Regions from separate parts of the Danio rerio genome. Here region 1 is linked to region 2. A link is a contact called in public HiChIP or PLAC-seq data. All regions are on one chromosome and are shown on one strand. Each heading gives the region's core, a stretch centred on a gene start, on an enhancer-like site or on the middle of the called end of the contact. The rest is flanking DNA. Distances are from core to core; before and after follow the strand shown.

Region 1 (5,382 bases), core at 1,449-3,948, 220 kb before region 2:
TGATTGATTTTTCTGCTGCTACATGAGTTAGGCGAGCTCTCCTATATTTTTTTAACTCAACGCGTAACACGATGTCTTTCACATATATTCGGAATATGCACGTGTAAGTAACATGAATCGTTCCCATATCTTTTGTGAGTTCATTATCTGAGATGTAGAACGCATGAAAAGCTGCCGATAGAGAGACACGCAGGCACTGGTGAAGAGTGTGTGAGTGTGTGTGTGTTTACAGCAGTTTGACTGATACATATGAATTTGTAGCTTAATCGTTAGCGGTGCCAAACAGCATTTCCCATTGTTTACATTTTTACTACAGCATACCATTAATACTAGACACTGTGCATGTCATAATCAATTTTAACAAATAAAAACACAGGTTGTGGCTTAGAGTTCACAGCCTCTGCTTGTTGGAGCTGCTCCATCGTTGAGGAGATTTTAACCGAATCCAGCACTGAACTGGGAGAGATTCTGGAAGCTGTGTTTTGTCAAATCATGCTTGCTATGTATTTTATAATTCTCCGGAACATAAGTAATATTGAACTGTAAGCACTTCTGCCTTTGTGTCGTGTCCTTTGGAAGTTCACATACAGAAACAGAAAAAGCTCTGTGAAAATAGCAGCGGATATCTTTTGGAGATACTGTTGTCCTAAAAACTGAAAAATTCTGAAAAATAAAATAAAAATAAATAAAATATGAAATAAATAAAAAATCCTACACATACCTTAGGAATGGTATTACAGAAAATGTTGACGGTTTTAAAATGTTGACTTTTCCAAACCGCGGAACACCTTGAAAACGGTTATCGTCCCATAGTGGAAGTAGGGCTTTTCAGAAATGCTAGATGAAACGCCAGTGTGGACGTGGATCGTTTTTTGTTCTAAAATGCTATTTTAAAACTAAGACGTATTGATGTAAACAGGGCCTAAGTGTGAATTTTTCACGAGCGGGTTGCTGCTGTGATGGGGGCGGAGCGGAGTATTGCGATGCCGGCTCAGCATTGTGATGTCCATCAGCGATGTCTAAAAATGAGGAGTAAAAAATGTATTGTATTTACTTATTTATGCAATTTATGAAAAAAAAATCTAATAATTTTTGTCTTGTTTCTAGTCCAAATATCTATATTTTAAAGCAAAAATATAATTTTTTATGATGTACCCCACTAGCAGATCATTTTGTTCATTTTAACTTATTTCTTCTAAAGGTGAAAACAAAACAATATTCTTACTTGATCCAATCTTAATTTTTAGATATATAAAAAAATGAGATTAGAAAAAAAAATTTTAAACCAACAATACAGTGAAAATGCAACATCACTTCAACAACTCATAGAAAATAGCGGATGGTGTATTAGTGCATTAATCATTGAGGTAAAGTTGCTTTTCAATTCACACATCTGATTCGTACTTTGCTATTTAAGTAAAGCAGAATTTAAAAATGGTTATTTAACATGGAAATTGTGCTAAAGTTGTTTTAAAGTCACATTTAGATGCGATTTCAGACAAACAACATTCGCATTTCATTGACTGTGAACAATGTTGTACGTTGATAATCATTGGCTGCTAATATTGAAATTTGAAAAAAAAAAAAACTTTTCTGAAATTATATTACCCCAGTGTATTAATCCATCATACCATACCAGCTATTTATGAGAAGCCCTCTTTTATAGCCTGAGTGGATAGATGACCACCAGGGAATGCAATGAAACTGTTTATCTATCTCTGAAGCGCAATAACAACCCTACGAATGGATCGGCAGACATTGTTTTTGCTGAGCTTCTCGGCATCGCCCACTTCACAGGAATGCGCCACTTCACTTGTAAAGAAACGCAGACGCTCGGACGTGCTTGCGGTCAGTGCTGTGACTTCATACTGGAATATGTGCTCAAACTTTTTAATTCTGCCAAAATATATATTATATAACGAAATCAATTGGGAACCAACATATAATTTGAAGGGCCTTAGTTTTTAATATATATATATATATATATATATATATATAGCCTATATATATATATATATAGCCTATATATATATATATATATATATATATATATATATATATATATATATATATATATATATATATATATATATATATATATATATATACACACACACACACACACACACACGGTTATATACAATTAATATTATATATATATATATATATATATATATATATATATATATATATATATATATAAACTATAATATTAACTTATATATGTGCATAACAGCAGAGCCATCAAATGTAATAAGATTGTTTTTTTCTTTTTTTTTTCTTTTTTTTGGTCACCAAATTCTTGTACTCTCTTTTAATTCCCTAAAACCACTGCGTTGTCCACATTCTTTTTGGTGATGTTTAGTCTCCTCAGCTTCTCACTGTAGCAACTGATTTTTTTTTTTTACTTAAAAATGACCAGTAACAGAAATACAGCAGAGGGTCATTAAATATGATAAGGCTATTTTATAATCAAATAATTCTGATACTCCTTATTTTTTACTCACACCGGCCCAGAAGCCACATGACCACATACCACAAGCTTCTTTTAGTATTGTTACAAACCCGTAATAAGCACCAACATGTGTCGACCAAAGGTTTTTTAACCAGGCCTTTGAAATATCTACATTCAAAAGTACGCGTCTGAAGCATAGGTCTGAAGGGAGAATGGGAAATACCGCGAGACCGAACGAGATCGCCACTTCCTCAAAATGTAAACAGAAATAGCTGCAGTGGGTTCTTCAGTATAACAAGACATGTAAGCAGGTATAGCATAAAGTTGTTGTACATTTAATAATATTTTAGATAGACTTTTAAAAATTAAAGTTTGCATTTACGCTGCGGTTACTTGTAACGTTTTTTTAAATGTTTAAGCTTACTTACAAGCTTACTAACTAGCATGCTAGCCACCAGTCTTATGAACTATTTTTAAAGTTAACGTTAGTTTCCCAGTGCTTTAATGCTGTTGTTTTTCTATTTAACTTTCTAATTTTCATATATTTTTTCATATGTGAGTAAATAAGATCTTTCTGTATGCGATATAACATGTTTGGCTCGTATTGAAAACTTCTTGTAGAAACTTAGTCTGTTACGTGCTGTGATGGGTTTTGCTCCGTGGCTGAAAAAATGGAGACTAAAGGGACCGACGAGGTGGAGACACTGAAGTCCAAATTCATGTCAGCATGGCACAGTGTGAAATACAGTATGTAATAACATATCTCACGTGTTACTAAGATGTTATAATGCTAGTAGTCCTTTCATCTTTCATCGTCTTTTAAAGTCACAAAATCATGACACGCAATGTGCACGTGACTAACGTTAATCTTGAATTTTTTCAAGGCTGGGCTCTAAAGTCAAAAACTGCTTTTAGCCGTAATTCTCCTGTATTCTTGTTGGGAAAATGCTACCACTTCAAGGTTGTGGGTAAGTTGTTTTACAGTTAATATTTACACCAATTTCATAACTAGTCATAGGTTTTTGAGCTTATGGTCATTTTTAATTTAGTATATTTCTGTCTGTTTCCTTTTTAATTAAATAGCTGGTATCTGGTTTATCCTAAAATAATCTATCTGTTTCCTCAGATGATGAAAACCCTACTGAGAGCACAGCTGAGGCATTAGATGACGATGTTGTCACAGGCAATGTTGATGAATTTCGAAAGGATTTCACCTCTCGAGTTTGGCTGACCTATCGAGAAGAGTTTCCTGCTCTTCCGGGCTCCAGCTTCACTTCAGACTGTGGCTGGGGTTGTACACTCCGAGCGGGGCAGATGATATTGGCACAGGCACTCTTGCTTCACATCTTGGGTAGAGGTGAGATCAGGCCAACAGTGAATAAGTTGGGATGGAGGGATGCCCACTTTTTCAATGAAGCTTATGGGGAGAATATAATAAAAAATATCTAATAATAAATTAGTTAAAGGAGAGATATTACATTTTGGTGATATTCTTAAATTACATTGACATTTTATTTATACACACAACCGTAGAAAGCATACTGCATGCAAGTAATTTTTTTTTTTTTTGTAATAAAATGGAAAAAAAAGTAATATGAGTAAAATAATGTTCTATCTTCAATAAACATAAAATATATATTAATGTAAAAATAAACTATATACTTATTCTTGCTTGTGTTTGTATTAAGAGAATGTAAAACAATAACTAAGAATACAAAGTACATTTTTAATTATTTTAAATTATTAAAAACTTGCTGACAAATTATTGGCTCAGTAGAAAGATTTATATTAGTATTATTATTATATTAGTATTTTAGTATTATATTAGTATTTTAGTGTTCCACAGAAAGATCTGATTTACTCCATAAAACCTTTTATCACTTGTTTTTATGCAGCATTTTAATGCTTAAAACTAGTATTTTTAGTGTATATATTGTATTATAGTGTTTGTGTATATATACAAATGATTTATGAATGATTTATTTTCACAAATCATTGCTTCTTGCTGTAGACACTGGCTGCCTATCACTTATGATCCTCCTTGTTCTTAGCGCAGCCTTTGACACTGTGGATCACTCCATATTGCTTTCACAAATGAAAACAGTCTTTGGTATCACGCTCTTAAGTGGTTTGCATCATTCCTTTGTAACCGCTCGCAGTTTATCGACAAGGGAGGACCTAAATCTAACACAGGCTCTGGCAAATTTGGCATCCCTCAAGGATGCCCCCTACTCTTTTTCCAAGTATATTTTATCACTTGGTCATCTCCTGGACTCCCTAGGTCTGAAGTACCACCTTTATGCTGATGACACTTAGACATACGTTCACTCCAAACCTGGCAATCTTTCAGCTGTTACACACTTGGAACACTGTATTTTGGAGATAAAAGATAGATGTCTCAAAAAGTTCTGTGCCTGAACACTAACACGACAGAGGTTATGGTTATTTGTTCTTCCAACCAACTACATAAAACTAAACCTCTTAAAATTAACCCGGATGGCTCCTTCATGGAGGTTCAGGCCAAACTTAAGAACTTGGTGGTAATATTGGACTTCATTTTTTCATTTCAAAAACATTTCAAGAATCCACCCCATGCTGTCCTTTTTTGAAGCAGAAAAACTGATTAAAACATTTTTTTTTCCCGCCTGTACGACTGCAATGCCTTATTAGCAGGCGTTTCCAAAAGTAACATCAATAAACTACAATACGTTCAAAACTCAGCTGGCAAAATTCTGACGGAGAACAAAATCAGAGATCACATTACTCAGGTTTTGGAATCACTCCATTGATTACCAGTCAAATTCCATATCGATTTTAAAATTCTCATGCTCACATACAAGGCCCTGCATGGTCTAGCTACACATTATATGTCTGAACTTTTAACACGGTACTCCACTTCACGTGACCTCTGTTACTCTGGTCTTTTA
Region 2 (5,382 bases), core at 363-2,862:
CGTATTGATAAACGGGACATCACACGGGCCACTGTCCGCGACCAAGCTCTTTAATACCATTAATAATGACGTGATTCAATTAATCTCATTCATTCGCCATGCAAAAACAGCTTCAAAGATTGTAACACAAGCATGCGTTCCTCGGAGATTTGAAAGGATGGTAAGCAGGCTAAAGGTAAAGGTCGAGGTGAAAGGTGCTGGCCTATTTGCAGATTAAATGTCATCCAACAAAAACAAGTGATGAAAATAAAACATAACCGCTGTTTGATTAGCTTCCTAAATGGACAAAAAAGCTCATTATTTGTTTCCTAATTATAATTATAGGCGGTTTTTATAACCATTATGATCATAATATTAATAATATAATAATAATAATAATAATAATATTTATTTTGATTATTAGGCTATAGATTACAATTTTAATAACTACAAAATCACTGTTTAATAATTCGTTTTGGTAATAGGCTGGTAGCAAATATGCTATTTGAGAGCAGTGCAACAAAGCCTGCATTAAAACACAGAGATGAGCAATTCACTGAAGAAATATCGAGCTTTACAGTTTGCTTCTCACAGTTGAGAAATGTATACAACCTATTTCGTAAACACTAATAGAATGGTAGTGAAAATAATTGATTCGAGCGTTTACATCAATTACACCATCCTTTATTTTCATTACAGCAGAAGCAGAAGCCTATTCCAAGCTGAAGATCAATAACACGTAATATTACTTGTAGTTAAATAGCCTAAGTGACGAATCCAACCACGGAACATTTTTTTTTTTTTGCGCATCGACAAAAACGGGACAATTACATTAATATTTAATCTCACAAAAACCAAAGCATCCAAGTGAAACCCCACAAATAAAACAGTATAATTAAACCTGCAGCTCCTGTGAAGAACCATTTTTTCTCACACGATTCAGGAAACGTTAAGAGTTTACATATTCTCTCTCCGCTTTCTTTTTCTTGAGAATATCCCACATGCGTCGCTCACCTGTGCGCGCGTGAATGGCTCCTATGCATTTGACCGCGCGCTCATTTCCTACTTAATTCATATGTTAACAAGAGCAATGATGAGGGTCGTTAGCACCTCTACAAAGATCTTTATAGAGATTTCTATTGTTTTTGTATTTATTTCACACTTAACAAAATCAGTAATGCGCCTATACTGAGACGCAAGATTGCAACTCGGTTCCAAATGCATTTTTCCAACGACTTTAAAGCACAATATTTGAAAAGCGTTGCTTTAATCATGCATTATTCGAGCACACAATATAAATGACAAGAGATTTCATTAACTTAGCTGTAGACGTTTTCGTTCAGCAGCTTTCATATAATTGGCCTAAGAAAAGTTTAAGTTTGCGTTTAGCGCGGATGAGTTAATGCACGTCAGCTCTGGAGATGATTTCAATCATGCAGGCCGATTTTCTCCCCTCCGCCACCGCTAAATGGTCTATGACGGACGAACAGAGGCGATGTTACTGTTGTTCCCTTTGTTGACAAATCCATGAAACAACTTCAGCTCAGCGGTATAACAGCGCGACCTCTGACGTCAGCGGGTCACGTGACGCGCCTGATAGTATATCTTTAAGTGAAAAGTAATCTATCAGACAGTCCTTAAAGCCTGCTTTTCAAAGCATGTGTCATCTTGACTCTTCGATTCAAAGCCACGCGTAAGTTTTGAGGAAATACAGTGGGAAAAGAGACCCAAGCAAGCCTTCGGACTGGAGAAATATTTTCTAAAGTTGAAGTTTTCCTGACAGGCCGGGACCGACCTGCATTTATAGCCACCGGTCGTCAACTGATCTTACCTTGGGTTGCTCCAGCAGCAAAGTGCGCGGTGATGACCCTGTCTGGAGGCACCAGTGCCAGCAACATGTCCGGTCAGACCGTGCTCACAGCTGACGATGTGGATATCGACGTGGTCGGGGAGGGTGACGAGGGGATGGAGCAGGACAGTGACTGCGAAAGCCAGTGCATGCAGGACCGGGGAGATGAGGTGGAGGAGATCGAGGTGAAGGAGCGCAGCGACAGTCCCTGCGAGAGCAACGCTGACGGAGAGACCAAGGGGGATGCTCAGGAGAGCTCCACCGGTCCCATGCAAAACAAGCCCAAGAGCAGCCTGGTAAAGCCGCCCTACTCGTACATCGCCCTCATCACCATGGCCATCCTCCAGAGCCCGCAGAAGAAGTTGACGCTCAGTGGAATCTGCGAGTTCATCAGCAACCGCTTCCCATACTACCGGGAGAAGTTTCCGGCCTGGCAAAACTCCATTCGCCATAACTTGTCGCTCAACGACTGCTTCGTCAAGATCCCACGGGAACCGGGCAACCCGGGCAAAGGCAACTACTGGACCCTCGACCCCCAGTCGGAAGATATGTTCGACAACGGTAGCTTTCTGAGGAGGAGAAAACGCTTCAAGAGGCATCAGCCGGACATTCTCAGGGACCAGACCGCCCTCATGATGCAGAGTTTTGGGGCATACGGCATTGGGAATCCATATGGACGTCATTATGGAATTCACCCGGCTGCATACACGCACCCTGCCGCTCTGCAGTACCCGTACATTCCCCCTGTGGGTCCGATGCTCCCTCCGGCGGTGCCTCTCTTACCCTCCGCCGAACTGAACAGAAAAGCTTTCAGCTCTCAGCTAAGTCCAAGTCTCCAGTTACAGCTAAATAGCCTGAGCACCGCGTCGATTATCAAATCCGAGCCGTCCAGTCGACCATCATTCAGCATAGAAAACATCATCGGGGTCTCCAGCAGCTCTACGAGCGCACAGACTTTCCTGCGGCCACCCGTGACGGTGCAGTCCGCCTTACTGAGCGCTCAGTCCCTGTCCTTAACCCGGACATCAGCTGCCATCGCGCCCATCCTCAGCGTCCCGTCAAATATCATCTCCGGACAGTTTTTACCGACAGCGTCCACAGCAGCGGTATCGAAATGGCCTTCTCAATGATAATCAAAATATTTTTAGACATATATATATACATATATATATTTTAAAGACGATACAGCACGAACTATAGGCAGCACTGGACAATTCGTCCGCCCCAATGTAGCCATGTAAAGACTTTTGAGAAAAAAAAGAAAATTCATAATCAAAAAGGAATGCTTTCAGTACAGGTAATGTTTGTAAATATTTGTACAAAGAAATTAATTTACATGTCCTTCTTTCTATTTCATTTCGTTGTTTAAACTTATAGTTGAGTGAATCTTATTTTTTCATATTTTGTTTTCATCTTGAAAGATGTGATGTTTCTGCCCTGTTTTCCAATATGAAATATTAAACTGTTCTTATTGAAAGAAGACTGAAAAAAAGTATGTTTATAAAATTTTAAATCTATGTATTATATGTAGCTATATTGTGTTGTAAATCAACTTCATTTGTTAATAAATGAAAACAATCCAGTTCATCTCAAACAATCGATTTTATTAAATCAAAAAATATTTCTAAAATTTCAAGCATATGTAATATGGTATATGATATTGATTTGTAACACCATAACAGCATAATATCAACAGTATTTAATAAAAAAAAATTATCAAAATCATTTCAACATATTGCTTAGCGTGGTTTTAAGAAATGCGCAAATACGGTTTTAACGCAATTAAAGTAGACTTAGCATTATAGTATTTTAGCTTTTATCATCAAAATAAATGTTTAAGCAATTTTGTTTTATGTGCATACAAAACTAAAATAAAAATATAATCGAGGTTTGATATAGTCTACACAATGAAGCTTGCTAGTAAAGTAGGCCTATACTTTATGTATATTACAGCCGTTATTTTCATTACATATTTTATCTAAAAATAGAAATCCATATATACCACAAGAACATTTTAAATTGACTTAAAAATCCTTTGCAAATATAACAGCTTTAATTTCAGAACAGCATCTCCGTCTCAGGAGAATTTTACAAAAAACGATTTATAATCAGCTGTCTTGAACTTGCATGCAAGGCATTTAAAAACTAGTAAAATCTGATCATAATTATACACATAATTCTACATTTAACAACCAACACTAGTCTTACATTTTTTCACAAAATAAGTTATAAAGTAGCAACATTCTTTTGTAAATAAAAGAGGTCAGTATAGCCGCAGAAAAACCCCCGTATCCGTTTACAAGAAAATTAAGGCGACCTAAAATGTTTGGGAAGTTGTTCCAATTAAAGCAACACTCGTTCACAGTTGTGTCAAGCTAATCACTTCTACTCAAACAGCAAATGGTTGGCGGTGTGTGGCAGACAAGGGTTGGGGCTATATTTAAGTGATACCCATGGGAAAAGAAAAAGAACCCTCTTCTTGACTTCACTTTCAGGCTAAAGACGCTGCTGAGATTGACCTCCTGAATTCTAAACAGTGGCCCTATAATCCACAACTGTCCCATTATTTCTGAAATTGAGATAAACGTGTGTAAGCACATTGTTCTAATACCTTTCTGTCACAGTGGACTTTGACAGCTCGTTTCTATACAACAATTTATTTCTGGATTCTCGGTCAAATACTCTTATTCAAATGAGCTCAAAATATGTTGCTGCTGTTCTATTTTTAATTTTACGATATTTTGCACAAACACTGGTAATCACGTTCATCTTATTTCAAGTAAGTATTGATAGGACTAAGTCTGAATTCCCTTGCCGGAATTGTTGTGGAAATTATTTAAAACGGGTAGCGAAAATAAATAGCCCATTAAAAACAAGTTTGTGATAATAACAACAATTTATTAAAATAACAATATTTAATTAACTATAATAATAAACATATTTCAAAAGCAGCATACGATTGTAAGTTTAAAATAACAGACTAATGATGACTGCGAAAATAAATCGTTGTCACAAAAACAAATTAAACGTGCTAGAAATTACACAATTACAGCACATCAAATGATATCGATAATGACGTTAGTATCATTAGTGTATCAGATGGCGTACAGAAATAAATGGCATTTAAAAATAAATCTTTGGCAAATGGGATCACATATCTCGATGTATCAACAGTAGGACTAACCCTGGTCACATCTCTAAAATAAACGTGTTTCTGTGCATCTGTTGCGGGGATAACGATTGCGCACGTGGAGCAGTTATTTGTTATTTATCTTGGACTTGAGATACTGTGAAATTGTTTAGATTCAACGGGTTTTAATAAGGGATCTATTTCGAGGACGGCTGGTGGGAAAGAGCTGACTCTTTAACGAGTGCAAGGTTATAACACATCCCGCTTAATGCCTGAAGTCAGGAGACATGGGCCCATTGTCTACTAACAATAAATAAATAAATTAAATAAATAAATAAATATGAATAAATAACCTACATTCGAGACATTTCACTATATATATTTATACACGATACCTACAAAGTATAATGTCAGGGATCGTCAC

What was found. HiChIP or PLAC-seq counts read pairs in DNA pulled down with a chosen protein or histone mark.
Region 1: an H3K4me3 HiChIP or PLAC-seq map of gastrula embryo shows a contact between it and region 2, with 3 times the contacts expected there. The contact joins the promoter of atg4c here to the promoter of foxd3 in region 2. A contact is called at or near these places in 1 of 18 Hi-C or Micro-C datasets (an unstated tissue) and 2 of 4 datasets of contacts at active chromatin or transcription factors (embryo and gastrula embryo).

Annotation. Positions count from the first base shown.
Region 1 is chr6:34,829,601-34,834,982 of GRCz12tu, reverse strand. atg4c (autophagy related 4C, cysteine peptidase) reads left to right here and starts at 2,698. Exons shown (of 11, transcript NM_001002103.1): 1 at 2,698-2,766; 2 at 3,077-3,202; 3 at 3,340-3,423; 4 at 3,582-3,812. The coding sequence starts at 3,127.
Region 2 is chr6:34,607,247-34,612,628 of GRCz12tu, reverse strand. It overlaps foxd3 (forkhead box D3), which reads left to right and starts at 1,612. Exons shown (of 1, transcript NM_131290.2): 1 at 1,612-3,410. The coding sequence starts at 1,843. The coding sequence ends at 2,958. It also overlaps a transcript of itgb3bp not described here.